Regions from separate parts of the Mus musculus genome. Here region 1 is linked to region 2. Evidence: chromatin contacts called from public HiChIP or PLAC-seq data. All regions are on one chromosome and are shown on one strand. Each heading gives the region's core, a stretch centred on a gene start, on an enhancer-like site or on the middle of the called end of the contact. The rest is flanking DNA. Distances are from core to core; before and after follow the strand shown. Region 1 holds the start of Rptoros (regulatory associated protein of MTOR, complex 1, opposite strand). Region 2 overlaps Tbc1d16 (TBC1 domain family, member 16).

The links. HiChIP or PLAC-seq counts read pairs in DNA pulled down with a chosen protein or histone mark.
Region 1: a contact with region 2 is called in a FOXA1 HiChIP or PLAC-seq map of pancreatic cancer cells. The contact joins the promoter of Rptoros here to the enhancer-like site in region 2. A contact is called at or near these places in 3 of 39 promoter capture datasets (hippocampal neurons, liver and stem cell-derived epiblast-like cells) and 2 of 115 datasets of contacts at active chromatin or transcription factors (pancreatic cancer cells and stem cell-derived neural progenitor cells).

The regions. Positions count from the first base shown.
Region 1 is chr11:119,831,927-119,838,362 of GRCm38.p6, forward strand. Rptoros (regulatory associated protein of MTOR, complex 1, opposite strand) reads right to left here and starts at 2,439. Exons shown (of 3, transcript NR_045313.1): 1 at 2,364-2,439. All of the region lies in intron 13 of Rptor (regulatory associated protein of MTOR, complex 1), which reads left to right.
Region 2 is chr11:119,212,638-119,218,240 of GRCm38.p6, forward strand. All of the region lies in intron 1 of Tbc1d16 (TBC1 domain family, member 16), which reads right to left. Among named protein-coding and RNA genes, the nearest start is that of Tbc1d16, 13 kb to the right of the region's middle. Within about 2 kb of position 2,519, at least 191 of the 459 cell types and tissues checked have an H3K27ac peak or open chromatin away from gene starts, as enhancers often do. A contact at or near this core is called in liver and pancreatic cancer cells, where this site is marked.

The sequences.
Region 1 (6,436 bases), core at 1,189-3,688, 620 kb after region 2:
CTCTCTCCGCTCCTGGTGGTGATGTGATTGGCTGCTTCAGTGCCTGCTTGACCTCCCACAATAATAGATTGCACCCTGAGATTGTAAGCCAAACAAATCCTTTCCCATACATTGCTTTGTCAGAGTGTTTAGTCACAGCATCAGAAAGGAAACTAAGACAACGATTAAAAGTTCTATTAACAAAAGAAGAAAAAGTCATATAATCTCAATATTATGCAAAACCACAAAGTAACTTAATGAATGGTCTTTATCAAGATGAAAATATCTTCTCTCTGCAGACAACATTAACATGGACAGACAGGCCATAGGTGAGAAAAATAGTTTCAAGTCATGTGTCCACATAGTACAGAACCCTTTCAAAATTTCAACTATTTCTTTAAGGTAAGAAGACAGCCTGCAGCATCAATTCTCTATTATGTCCCCTAACCCTAAAGCCAGGGCTCCAACTCCAGCTATCAGGCTTGACCCAAATACCCTCGTCCAGCAGCTCTGTTCTGAGTTCTCACTTGTCACACAGACTTGTATCATGACATCTAGAGTGACTCTCTTGGAAGCTGGGAGCTGGCATTGAGACTGTTACAGTCTTCAGTCTCTCAGGGACTGGGTCACAGGAGCAGGTCACCACACCAAGCTCTGTTCTAATAGTTTGAAGCTGGAAGTAGTCCAAATGGACACTAAGAGGCAAATATGTCAGCTTTTCCATACATGCTAATCAGCAGCTTAAAAACAAACAAAAACAGTGCCACTTGAAAAATGCCAGTAATGGAGCTGTGTACTGTGTGACTCTGTGTGTTTAAAACTGCAGAAGGTGTGAGCTTGTCTGTAGTCAGGGCAGGCAGATCAACTATTGGGGCAGGCAAGGAAGGGGCAGGATTTACAAAGGACACGAACATGCAGGAGCTAGATTCACCCTCGATGGTGGTAGCCTCACAACACGCATGTGCCTGGGTTTTGGGGTCTGAGCTGTAAGTCTGTGCCATGTCTTGGCATCTTATAGACAATGGTGTGGATATTGACAGTGACCTGTTCTGTTTCCACCTTGATTTTCAATCAGAAAGTGGGCTTGCTATTCTTCATTAAGACTGATGCTGCGAGGTGACCTAACACTGCCCTGGAACTGAACCTAGACCAAAGCCAGAGGCTGTGACATGTAGTTGAATCTGAGCATAGTACTGTCCCTGAGAATTCCCAGAGAATGGATTTGTGGTTATGGAAGAAAATGTCCTTTTTGTTAACAATATTTCGGGGCAGGGTGCACATGTATACAGAGGCCAGAAGCCAATGTTAGATCAAGGTAAGAGTAGGTTAGTATTCTGTGCTATTATATAATATGTGGTCTTTATCCCTTTGCCCCACTAAGGGCTTGTTCACTCCCCCATCTTGTGGGTTCTTTCTAGTTTCCTGACACTCCAAATTAAACACACAACCCCAGAAACTTGAAGCTAAGATCCAAGTGTGAGAAAGGACATGCTTGCTTGGTTTTAATAAGTTTCCCAAGTTGTTGTTATCATCTGTCTCTCTGCTAATTAACAAGAATAAGGGAGGGAGGCAGTTAATTAAGGACTGGTGTAAGCTGGGTTCCAGCTAATTGAGGGTTTTTTTCATAGACAGAATTAATGTGCAATTCAGGCAGACCTTCCAAATTACAGTTAATAAAGTTTTATTTATAGCACCACTGGGGAACATCAAGGGCACAATGTCAAGGAATGTGGGAAAACACTCTGAATTGGTATTGATGGGATAATCCAAAGTCAGGCATACAAACAGGCATACCACAGGAAGAGCTTCCATGGACAAAGACAACAGGGAAGGAGGTGGGATTTTTTTCTTCGGCCCCTACAACCTGTGTATCCTTTGCAGCTTCCCAGTGTCTGGTTCCTCCGCAAACAGATTCTTCTCTGAATAAATTTGATCAGGTACTCAGCCTAACCTCTCTTGCTCCGCATTTTGCCTCTTCACGTACACAAAGCTCAGTTGGAAGAGAGTTCAATGTCGGCCTCTTCTCTATGGGTCAGGCATTGTTGAGCATCCTCCCTGTTCTGCTGGCCCACCGTGGGGCTGCTCTAGGAGGAATGCAGACTGCCTCTATCTAGATACCCGTGCTTCCTGCCTGCTAAGCTTTGCTTTGGGGGATAGCTCTAGGTTTACAGAAATCTGAGGTGACAGTGGAGCCCGCCCCAGTTTCCTGTGTCTGAGGCACCTCAGTGGACACAGTGAGACCTGTGTTCCTGTGCCGGTTGGTGCCTTACCTTAACCAGCTGCACCATTCTGGTGCACCACAGGGTTTCTCTGTCCACTCTCCCTGGGAGGGGCTTCAGCTCCTCCAAATCAACCCTCCCCCTTTCTCCCTCAACCCTCTGTACCTCTGATGTCCATGGCAGCATGAGGAGGCCCCTTGGCTCTGCACACCTGCACTTGGGTTGCGGTAGTGAGAGGCTTGGGGTGGAAGACAGATGAGCCCCCTTCTCACACGTGCTTTGCCGTTTGTGTTAGCGTGCTTCTTCCTTCAAAGTCATGACTCCCAGCCCCAGCGATTACTGCAAACACTGCTTTGTTCCTTCACCTGTTCTGTTCCGGACCCAGATGTGGGTATGGGGGTTGTTTGTTTTCTTTGTGTACTTAGACTTTGTATCCGTTGCTTTGTTTTCATTATGTACTTAGACGTTGTATTCGTTACTCTTCTGTTGCCGTGGTTACATACTGGGACCAGCAGTGACAAAGTTTATTTTGGCTCACAGTTCCAGAGTAAGACAACAGAGGAGTGGGAGGCAGAGGAGGCAAAGGAGGCAGAGCAGAGGCTCAGATCACAGCTGCCATAAACACAGATCACTGACAGCAAACCAGAAATGGGCAAGGCTATAATATCAAAACCCACCCCAACAACATACTTCTCCCGCTTCAAGGCTCTACTTTCTGAAGCTTTATGACCTCCCCTAAGAGCACCATGAGCCAGGGACCACGTGTTCAAATGCATGAACCTCTGAAGGACATTTTCCATTCAAACTATCAGGCTGTTCTAAGTCTCTGTGTTTGGGATGAATTTAGTTTTATACTTCTAAGTTTTTCTAGTCTCCCTTCTCTGTGAGGAAGCCATGTTCCTAGAAACAGTCTTTCAGATGGGGGGGGGGGGGTCTCCTAGCTCTGACTGGGCAGAGTCTTCCTCCCGGTCACTGAGAGCCACATCTGATGAGCAGGAGTCAGGAACATGCTCACAGGAAAAACTTATAAATGTTTTCTCTTCCTCTCTCCCTGCCACCTCATTCATATAATTTGATGCTTTGAGGGTCTCTTATGACTCAAGTATAGGTTATAGTCTGCAGAAAACCAGTGAAGGGAAGGGACATGTTAGGGATATGTGTTTGCAGAAACCTTTGTTTTGTGTAAGCCAGTCAGCAAAGCTATGTACTGTGTAAATGGGTTCTGGGTACTGTCTCACTGTCTGGTAAGATAGAATACCATGTGAAGGTGTTTTCAGCAGTGGCTACAAGTGTATCTACATGGCGACATTTCTCCCCAGTGCAGATACACATCATGAGCAGCATACATCACTGTCACTATGTGGTCATGTATGCTACCTCAGAGATCATAACCACTTGTGACATGGAGGGTTTGTCCTGTGAGTGTAGCCAAGAGGGAAAGAAATACAAATGGCCAATCCCCGTCTGTCAGTCTATACAGAAAGAAGAGCTTTTCTGACCGGCCTGACTGTAAGGCAGAGCCTGGGAGACTCGGGTGCTCCTCTCCATGGAAGAGGCTGAGTAGCAGCAAACAAAGCCACTGGGGTCCAGAGGTGGCATGTGGACTGGGGACAGCAAGCTGGACTGTCAAACCGGTGAAGGAAGAGAAGGACATTTTGAATGTCCTTCTCAAAAGGATGCAGTCGTCACCTCTGAACACCAGCTGGGAATAATTTTGAAGGCTGGTGAGATGGCTCAGTGGGCAAAGGTGCTTCTTGGACAAGCCTGCAGCTTGAGTTTAATCCCTGAGACCCACGTAAATGTGCAGTGAGAGAACCAACTCTACTGAGTTGACCTCTGACCTCCACAGGCATGCCATGCATGTGAGCTCATACATACATCATATGTGGCACACAATAACAACAACCTAGGCCTATCTTTAATCCCAGCACTCAAGATAGAAGGCAAATTCTGAGTTTGAGGCCAGCCTGCTGTACTTAGTGAGTTCCAGACCAACCAGGGCTGCATAGCAAGATTCTGTCTTAGAAGAAATGGGATTGTGATCTCAGTGCCACCGACACAGCTCTGTGGGGCACTCAGAGACAGGGTAAGGCCTACATAACAGAAGTCATTCAAGGAGTTGAACTGAGTTCTAGGAAACAAGTGACTTCCAGCCCCAATTCTGTGTGTGTGGGTAGGGTAAGTTTATGTCTAAAAAACCCAAAGGCTCTATTAATACCAATAAAAGAACTTAGTGAGATAGAAGCCTTAATACAGAAGCTGAAGTGACAGCAGCTAGAAGATTAGACAGGAAGAGCAGCCTGTGTGCGGTAAGGTCATAAATCCAGGGATAATCTACTGTGAGATGGGGAAAGCCGCCACAAACAATACCTTAAACCATTCCTGAGAGACACACAGTCACCTTCAGCAGATAAGAACACACCCTGCTCTCTTGCAGTAGGATTCTGTGTCATAAACATGTCAGTGTTCTCTCGGTTAATTTATAACTTTAATATAATCCTAGTAAAATTACCAACAGGCTTTTTTTTCTGGAACTAGACACAATCTCAGCTTGATATGGAGAAATAAAAAGAAGAGGCAGGGAGCCCTGGCTAGGAAGGAGAGTGGTAGAGACCCTGTCCTCCTAGACCACAACTAACCATGGATCTTCAGTGATGTACCGGGCCTCAGACAGACTCGTGGACTGGTGAGCACTGCAGAAGCAGCCCCCCAGTGCAGTCTGTGAATGTTAGTGGCAGCACCTCAGCTTTGCAGTTCTTCAGCTGTGATGGTAGAAAAGCTAGAGGCTGCTGCTGTTTGGATCTCAAGTGACTGGGAAAGACTTGGACTGGAGGAAAGTAGTCTGCAACTATAGGGGTGGAGTGGAGTGGGTGGGGCTCTTAGGTCTTTGAAGGTGTAATAGCCACGTCACCCCCCTGTTTTCTCTGATTCCTTGCTGCCGTGAGGTGAGTGACTGCTTCCACCTTCCCCACCCTGATCTAGAACCTCACCATGTGCTCAAAAGCAGCAGGCAGGCAGGCAGGCAGCCAGAGACCCAAAACAACATTTAGAATAAACATTTTAGTTTTTGTCTTGTCTTGTCTTGTCTTGTCTTGTCTTGTCTTGTCTTGTCTTGTCTCTCTCTGTAAAGCCCTGGCTGTCCTGGAACTCCCTATTTAAACTAAGCTGGCCTTGAACTCACAGATCCTCCTGTCACCTTATCCAGCCCACCATTCTGTCTTTTACATTCAGTGTATAAAGTATTTAATTTATCACACAGACAGAAAACTGCATGATAGAGATTAATTGTACACTTTGGACAATAGAATTTAAGTTAAAGAGATAGCTTCTTTAAACATAAAAGGCAAAATCATAAGATCCTTAGAAGAGGGACTAGAGAGAGGGCTGAGTGGTTAAGAGCACTGGCTGCTCTTGCAGAGAATTTGGTTTCAATTCCCAGCACCCACATGGCAGTCCATACCAGCCTAAAACTGCAGTTCCAGGGGATCCGACACCCTCACACATACATACATACAGGCAAAACACTAATTCACATCAAGTAAAAATAAATGATTTTTTTAAAAAAATAGATGAGAAACCAGATAGATTCTATTTTAACCTGGGGGCTATTGAGCTTTTTAACCTACAATTCCAAATTTAGATGCCTTTGCAAAGAAACTTACTTGAATATAAATAAATTTTATATAGAGAAATATTCAAAAATACATCACAACTAAAAAAATAATATAATGTGTTCCCTCATGCATAAAGAGCTCCTAGAAATCAAAATAAACAACAGTTCAGTAGGCAAGCAGTCAAACTGAAGGCAGCAGTTCCCTGAGAAGCTGATCCAGGCTCACCAGTATGGGCACCTTGGCTGTTGTCCCAGAGCATCTGAGTTCAGTTCCTAGAACTCTGATGACAGTGCTCAGGGTACCTGCAGGGAGAGTCTCGGGAACTGTAAGAAGAGCAAGGAACCCTCCATGAGAAAAATCAGGGTGTGGGGTCAGCTCAGTACAGTATACCCTAGAGATACACTTGAAACAGCACAAGACAGGCCAGCTCTGCTGCTAGCAGCCTGAGAAGGACTCCTGTCAGTGACCGCCACTCAGGTAAAGCCAGTCCTTGACTTAGACACGAAAAAGAGATTGTGGGTGAGCCAGTGTGAAACAGAGCTGGGCCTTACGCAGAACACATTTTTAACATGTGTTTAAACACTAGTTTAATGGGAAGAAAGGGGCTCAGGGAATTAATAAGAC
Region 2 (5,603 bases), core at 1,269-3,768:
TCAGTGGTAAAATACTTGCCTAGAAGGTAAAAGTTCTACTTTGATCTCTAGCAATAGGTTCAAGAAAGTTATGATGGGCTGAGGTGTGGCTCAGTGGGTAGAGCGTCTGCCAAAAGCACGCAAAGCCCGGGGCTCCACACCTAGCATGACGTAAGCCCTGCATGGCTGCGCGCGCCTGCAATCCTAGAGATCGCTGGGAGGCGGAGGCAGAAAGACCTAAAGTCTACATTGCGAGTTAAGGCTAGCCTGGGGTAAGTGAGACTCTGTCTGCAAAAGAAGAGAATGAGAAAGAGAAGAAAAGAGGGGGACGGGGAAGAACAAAGGAAGATGTATGGACACGTTTTCTTAAATAGCATGATCCAAACTACGTTTGCATCTTCTATATCCAGTCTAAAAATACAGAAATTTAAAAGTGTAAAATCCCACCCACTGGAATTGTATCTTCCTTTTGCTTACATCACAAACACACTGCCTGGCCTCATGGATTGGACACGTTCCCCAAGTCCCATATGTTGTAGTCCTAACCCCCAGCTCAGCATTCAGCGCTATCTCAAGAGGAATTCAAGCTATCGGGGTCACTGGTGTTCAATCCAGGACGGCTGAGGCTCTCCGAAAAAGAAAGGATTTGGAGGCAGGCACACCTTCATAGCTATTGGCTTGGCAGACAGCCATCTCCAGGCCCGGGAGATGAGTCAAGGGGTCATTCCCCTCACAGCCTCAGAAGGGAAAAACAGGCCAGCACCTTGGCCTTGGGTTTCTAGCTTCCAAAGCTACGGAGGAATAAACGCTTACTGCCCGAGGCCTCCTTGTATATTAACTTCTTAGGGCAACCCAGGAAGCCAAACACTAGAAATGCTAAGTAAGCTTTCCCTTTGCTCCATGTGTGGGCTGCTGGCGAGCCCACACAGGACTTCGCACTCAGCTCTACTGCTGTGTGTATCACCAGCCCTTGAGTCCGAGATCCTCCTGCCTCGGTTGTTTAGTTCTGGTCACCTTTCTCCAACCTAGCGTGTCTGGAAAATCCGCCTCTGTCAGATTGGCCTGTGGGCATGTCTGTGGGCGTGTCTTCTTGATTGATTGGCGTGGGAGGGTCATGGTGGGCGGTGCTACCTCCAGGTCTAAGAAAGCAAACCGAGCAAGTCAGGAGGAGCCAGCCAGGAAGCATTTGCTGCCCTGACTTTGAAAGGTGTGTGGAAGTGGAAATTAACCCTTTCCTTTTTGGTCATGGTCTTCGACACAGAAAGAGAGCGGACTAGGACTGTTGGACCCTGTGCTGGGCACCACCTTACCGGTGTTTGCCACGAACCGCCTACTCTGAAGGACAGAAGTCCCCCGTTTACTTCTAAATGGATGGGAGCCTGTCTCTGCGACTCCTGACTTCTTTTCATGTTCCCGGAATTCTCCTCAAGCCACAAACCGCGCAGTTCATCTTTTATCTTGCTTTTTCTTATATCTTTAATGTTCAAAGAGCCACTTTTCATCTATCATATATCTACCTGGCAAAGCCTGGGAGCTGACTGTCCTCCAGTTTAGAGTGTACATGTATAGCGGTTTTATTACTGTGAATGTTTTTATGGGTGAATGATAAAAAGGGGCAAATCAACGATAACTTCATAATGCTGAGATATTTGGGGCCCTTAGCTGTGGCCCTGGACCTACACGTTCCATGTTCTCATCGGTGCCCTTCAGACATATCCATGCTGCACACCTGAGGAACACGTATGCATTCACACATAGGATCCAGGGATCTCACTACCACCGCTCCAATGGTTCAAGTCGTCACAGGCGCAGTTCAGGGAGAGGCAGGGGGTCAGGAGCTCCACTAGCCTCCTCTCTACACCGTCACCACCACCATATGAATAAACCCATGAATGACGCATAACAACACACAACCCATCTCCAATCAGAAACAGCAGGACTCTGGGAGACTGTTACCCAGCCCAGAAGTTCTCGCCGGGTGCATATGGCCTTACCCTTCTGCAAACCACAGCTTGTTTCCAAAGCCTTGAGAGTGAGCCTCCTGCAAGCAGCCTCCTCCCCTAGATACAGGCTCTGAGACTTCACCAGGAACCCCAGGCACACACACCCTGCTTCTGCTGCTATGGGAAGTGACTGAAGCTATTTAGAACTCCAGGTCCACCCCAGGGCTCTTCCCTAACCAGCTAGGGCCAGAGCTTGCCCAGGGAAGGGGTGAGCTGGGTTTGTGGGGAGGGAGGGGCTGTGGGGAGGGGGCAGTGGGGAGGGAGGGGCTGTGGGGAGGGGGCAGTGGGGAGGGAGGGGCTGTGGGGAGGGGGCAGTGGGGGGGGAGGGGCTGTGGGGAGGGGGCAGTGGGGAGGGAGGGGCTGTGGGGAGGGGGCAGTGGGGAGGGAGGGGCTGTGAGGATTGTTCCCTTGCCCTCTCTGAGTGTCTCTTCCCAGCTCCCTGCTCACACCAAGGCTTCTGCTGTGTTGGCTGCCATACCTGCCACCCTGTGGTGAGGAGAGCAAATGAGAGGCACAGCAGCCAGCAAAGCCCTGCCTAGGTCCTGTCTCTGGGGTTCTGGCTCTGACAGTAATTTTCTGCTCAGGGCCCATAAGTCATCCCTAACCCCAGCTGGGGAAAACTGCTGGCAGGAACCCAGAGAAAGAGAGCTGAGCAGGGCAGGCAACACTCAGCAGCCTGGGTGGCCAGCACCACACCAGGGCCAGTCTGGACAGAATGGCAGTCCTCAATCAACACTGCGGGTGGGGGTCTCCAACCTCTCTGTATGTGCAGGGAGCCCCCAAGACCTAGCTCTGCGGCACACAGGTCACGAATACCGGAGGCACACACGCGCTGCGTGCCGCACACACCACACCCCCAGAGCTCTTATCTGTTCTGATCCCTCTCCAGCTGCACAAATAAAGACACGTCAGCTGCCCAGGTTTCCAGCTCCGCCTCGAAACGCTTGCTGGACACCGTGAGCATGAAGAGTGGGGGTTGGGGAGCTCCCCACTCAGCAGCCCAGCGTTCGTCTGTCCAAGCGGCACTGGGTGATCAGAGCTAGTGTTCCCGGGCTGTCTCCAAGCACACTGTAGACTCTGTAGGGTACTTGTGCAGCTGGGCAGCCATGTCTCACAGTGCAGCCCTCCTTACCCAAGCTCTGGCTTCTCGCCACAGCCCCTACTGTCATGGCAAACCCTGCCTGTCCCATAAACAGGGCTTGGTTGGGTATCTATCCTCTATTGTCCCTTGGTGTGTCCTCCCAAGCCAGGGACCAGACAGAGGCTGATCTGTGATGTCATAGGCTCCTCTACACAAACAAGAAAGCAGGGACAAAGAACAGCCTCCGGTCTTTGGTGATCTAGAGGCCCTCTGGGAAAACTAGGACCCTATCCATAATTGAATTATTCCCTTGGACGCCAAGGTCAAGTCACCCTGGCTCCCCACCTCTTCAGGATGCAGCTGTTCCCTGCTAAAGGGGCCCTCATAGATCTGAGCTTCCTACTGCTGTGGCAGTGGCTGACGGAACTGGGGGTGGGGTCAAGTGAGCCCTTCTTCCCACCTGCCTTTCCTGTCATCGGAGAGCAGGCCCACTGGAGGTTAGGGGCAAAGGTTCTGTCCACCACACAGTCCCAATCCCTCCTCCCCAAGTCCACCAGCCTAAAACAGCCTACAGGATCCACCAGCATCCTGTGCCCTGGCCTCTTACCCATTTGTCACGGGGAAGCCTGCCAGGTGGCAGCAGGGCAGGAACATGGCAGCAGGCCAGCAGGAGTCAGAGTGGGTTAGCACGCAGCCTCACATTATATTTCCAGGATCCTGGTCAGACACCGAGCTCCTCCACATATCACGTGTGCTCAGTTCCACAAGTAGAGGGGTGCGGGAAGACTCCAGAGGGAGTCCCCAACAGGAGCACCAAGTCCCCAAGGCAGGGGTGAACCTACGGTTGGTGTCTGATGTTGCAAGAGAGCAGTGCCAGGGTCTCCACTCAGCCCTAATGGCCAAAGGGTATAAAAACAGAGAGGAGCATGGGAAGAGAGAGAAGGGTGGGCAGCAAGTCTGGGAGCTGGCTGGGTGGGATTTCAGTAAGAAGCAGGTGCAAGAAGGGAGGAGCAGGTGGAACTCGGGCTTCAGCCTGCGGCCAATTCTGCAGTGGTCACTGAACCCTGAGAGCAAGCTCAAGCCCTGAGACCTAAGCTTAGAAATGGTTAAGGTGGTAAAGTCTGCTATCTAAGGGGAGGGGGGGAGTTATACAACTACAAACAGTTCTTTCTGGATGTTCTCATTTTTTTTTCTAAAAACCTGAAATTGTTTTTAAAAATACATAGCTTAGGCCTGGGAAATGGCTCGGTGGGTTAAGGCGTTTGTCAGGCAAAGCCTGACGCCATGAGCTCAGAGCACCAGAACTCACTTAAGAAGACAAGAGACAGAACCTCCCAGAACTCTCAAACCAAACAGCCTTGGGTATGCAACGCAGCAGGAACAGGAGAGGATGTGCCTCAGTGAAGTGGAAGACAAGACCAACACTGCAGGTGTCCTCTGACTGCCACGCATGACCCACACACATGTGCCCTCAGACATGAATGTGACACACATGTATCATGCATACATACACATTTTATGCATTCTGACACGCCAGAAGCCTGAACATGGATGCCTACAGCAGCTTATTCATGCCAGAATTAAGAACAGCTAAGTGGACAGACTCAGATTGCTCCAGATGAGGGAGGTCACTCAGCAAAGGCACTCGAAATGCGTGAAGGAGCCTTCTGGGTCTATCTATCTCTGTGAAAGAAACCAGTCCAAAGAGGCTACACAGTCCCAGCACCAGGCTCAGCATCTCTAATCCCCAAACCTAAGACCCACAGTCCTCTCCATGTGACATGACACGACACATAGCGGTTCCCATAGCCAACAGCATGTGGTGACAAGCAAAAGACAGGTGCACTAAAGACATGGTAAAACCACCCCATGTGTTCAAAGTGTGCATAAGACATATTGCACACACAATGCTATTAAATAAGGTGGAGCACAACAGAGGAAGATACCCAGCACCAATGCCTAGTCTTTAGATGCATATGCATAGGCAAGACTGCACATGTGAGAATACACACACAAGCATGCATATGCACACACACATTTGCACACACATTTGCACACACAAACACACATGTGCACAACACACACAAACACATGTGCACATACAAACACACATGTGCGTGTGCACATACAAACACACATGTGCGCGCACACAGCCACACATGTGCACATGCACACACAAACACATGTGCGCACGCACACACACAAGTTCTATTCCCTATTTTCGTGTATTCAGTGGGTTTGGGTTTTGTAGTGGTTTGGCCTGGTGCTGTGTGTCTTCTAATGGTAAATACTGGTTCCTCAAGCGTGGTTGCCCCAGAGAGCAGATGATCTTCATGTACTCACGTGATGCCCTGTGACCTTCTCCCCAATCTAACCTGTCAATAAAGGTTAGAGCCTGTGATTGGGCAGTGGAGAGAGGAAGGTGGGACTGGAGATGAGAGGGTTGCAGGTACAGGGAGAGAGGAGGAAGGCAGGGGAGGAGGAAGCAGCCATGGACTAGAAACACGTGGCCAAGAGAAAATGCAACAAGGGCTTTATAG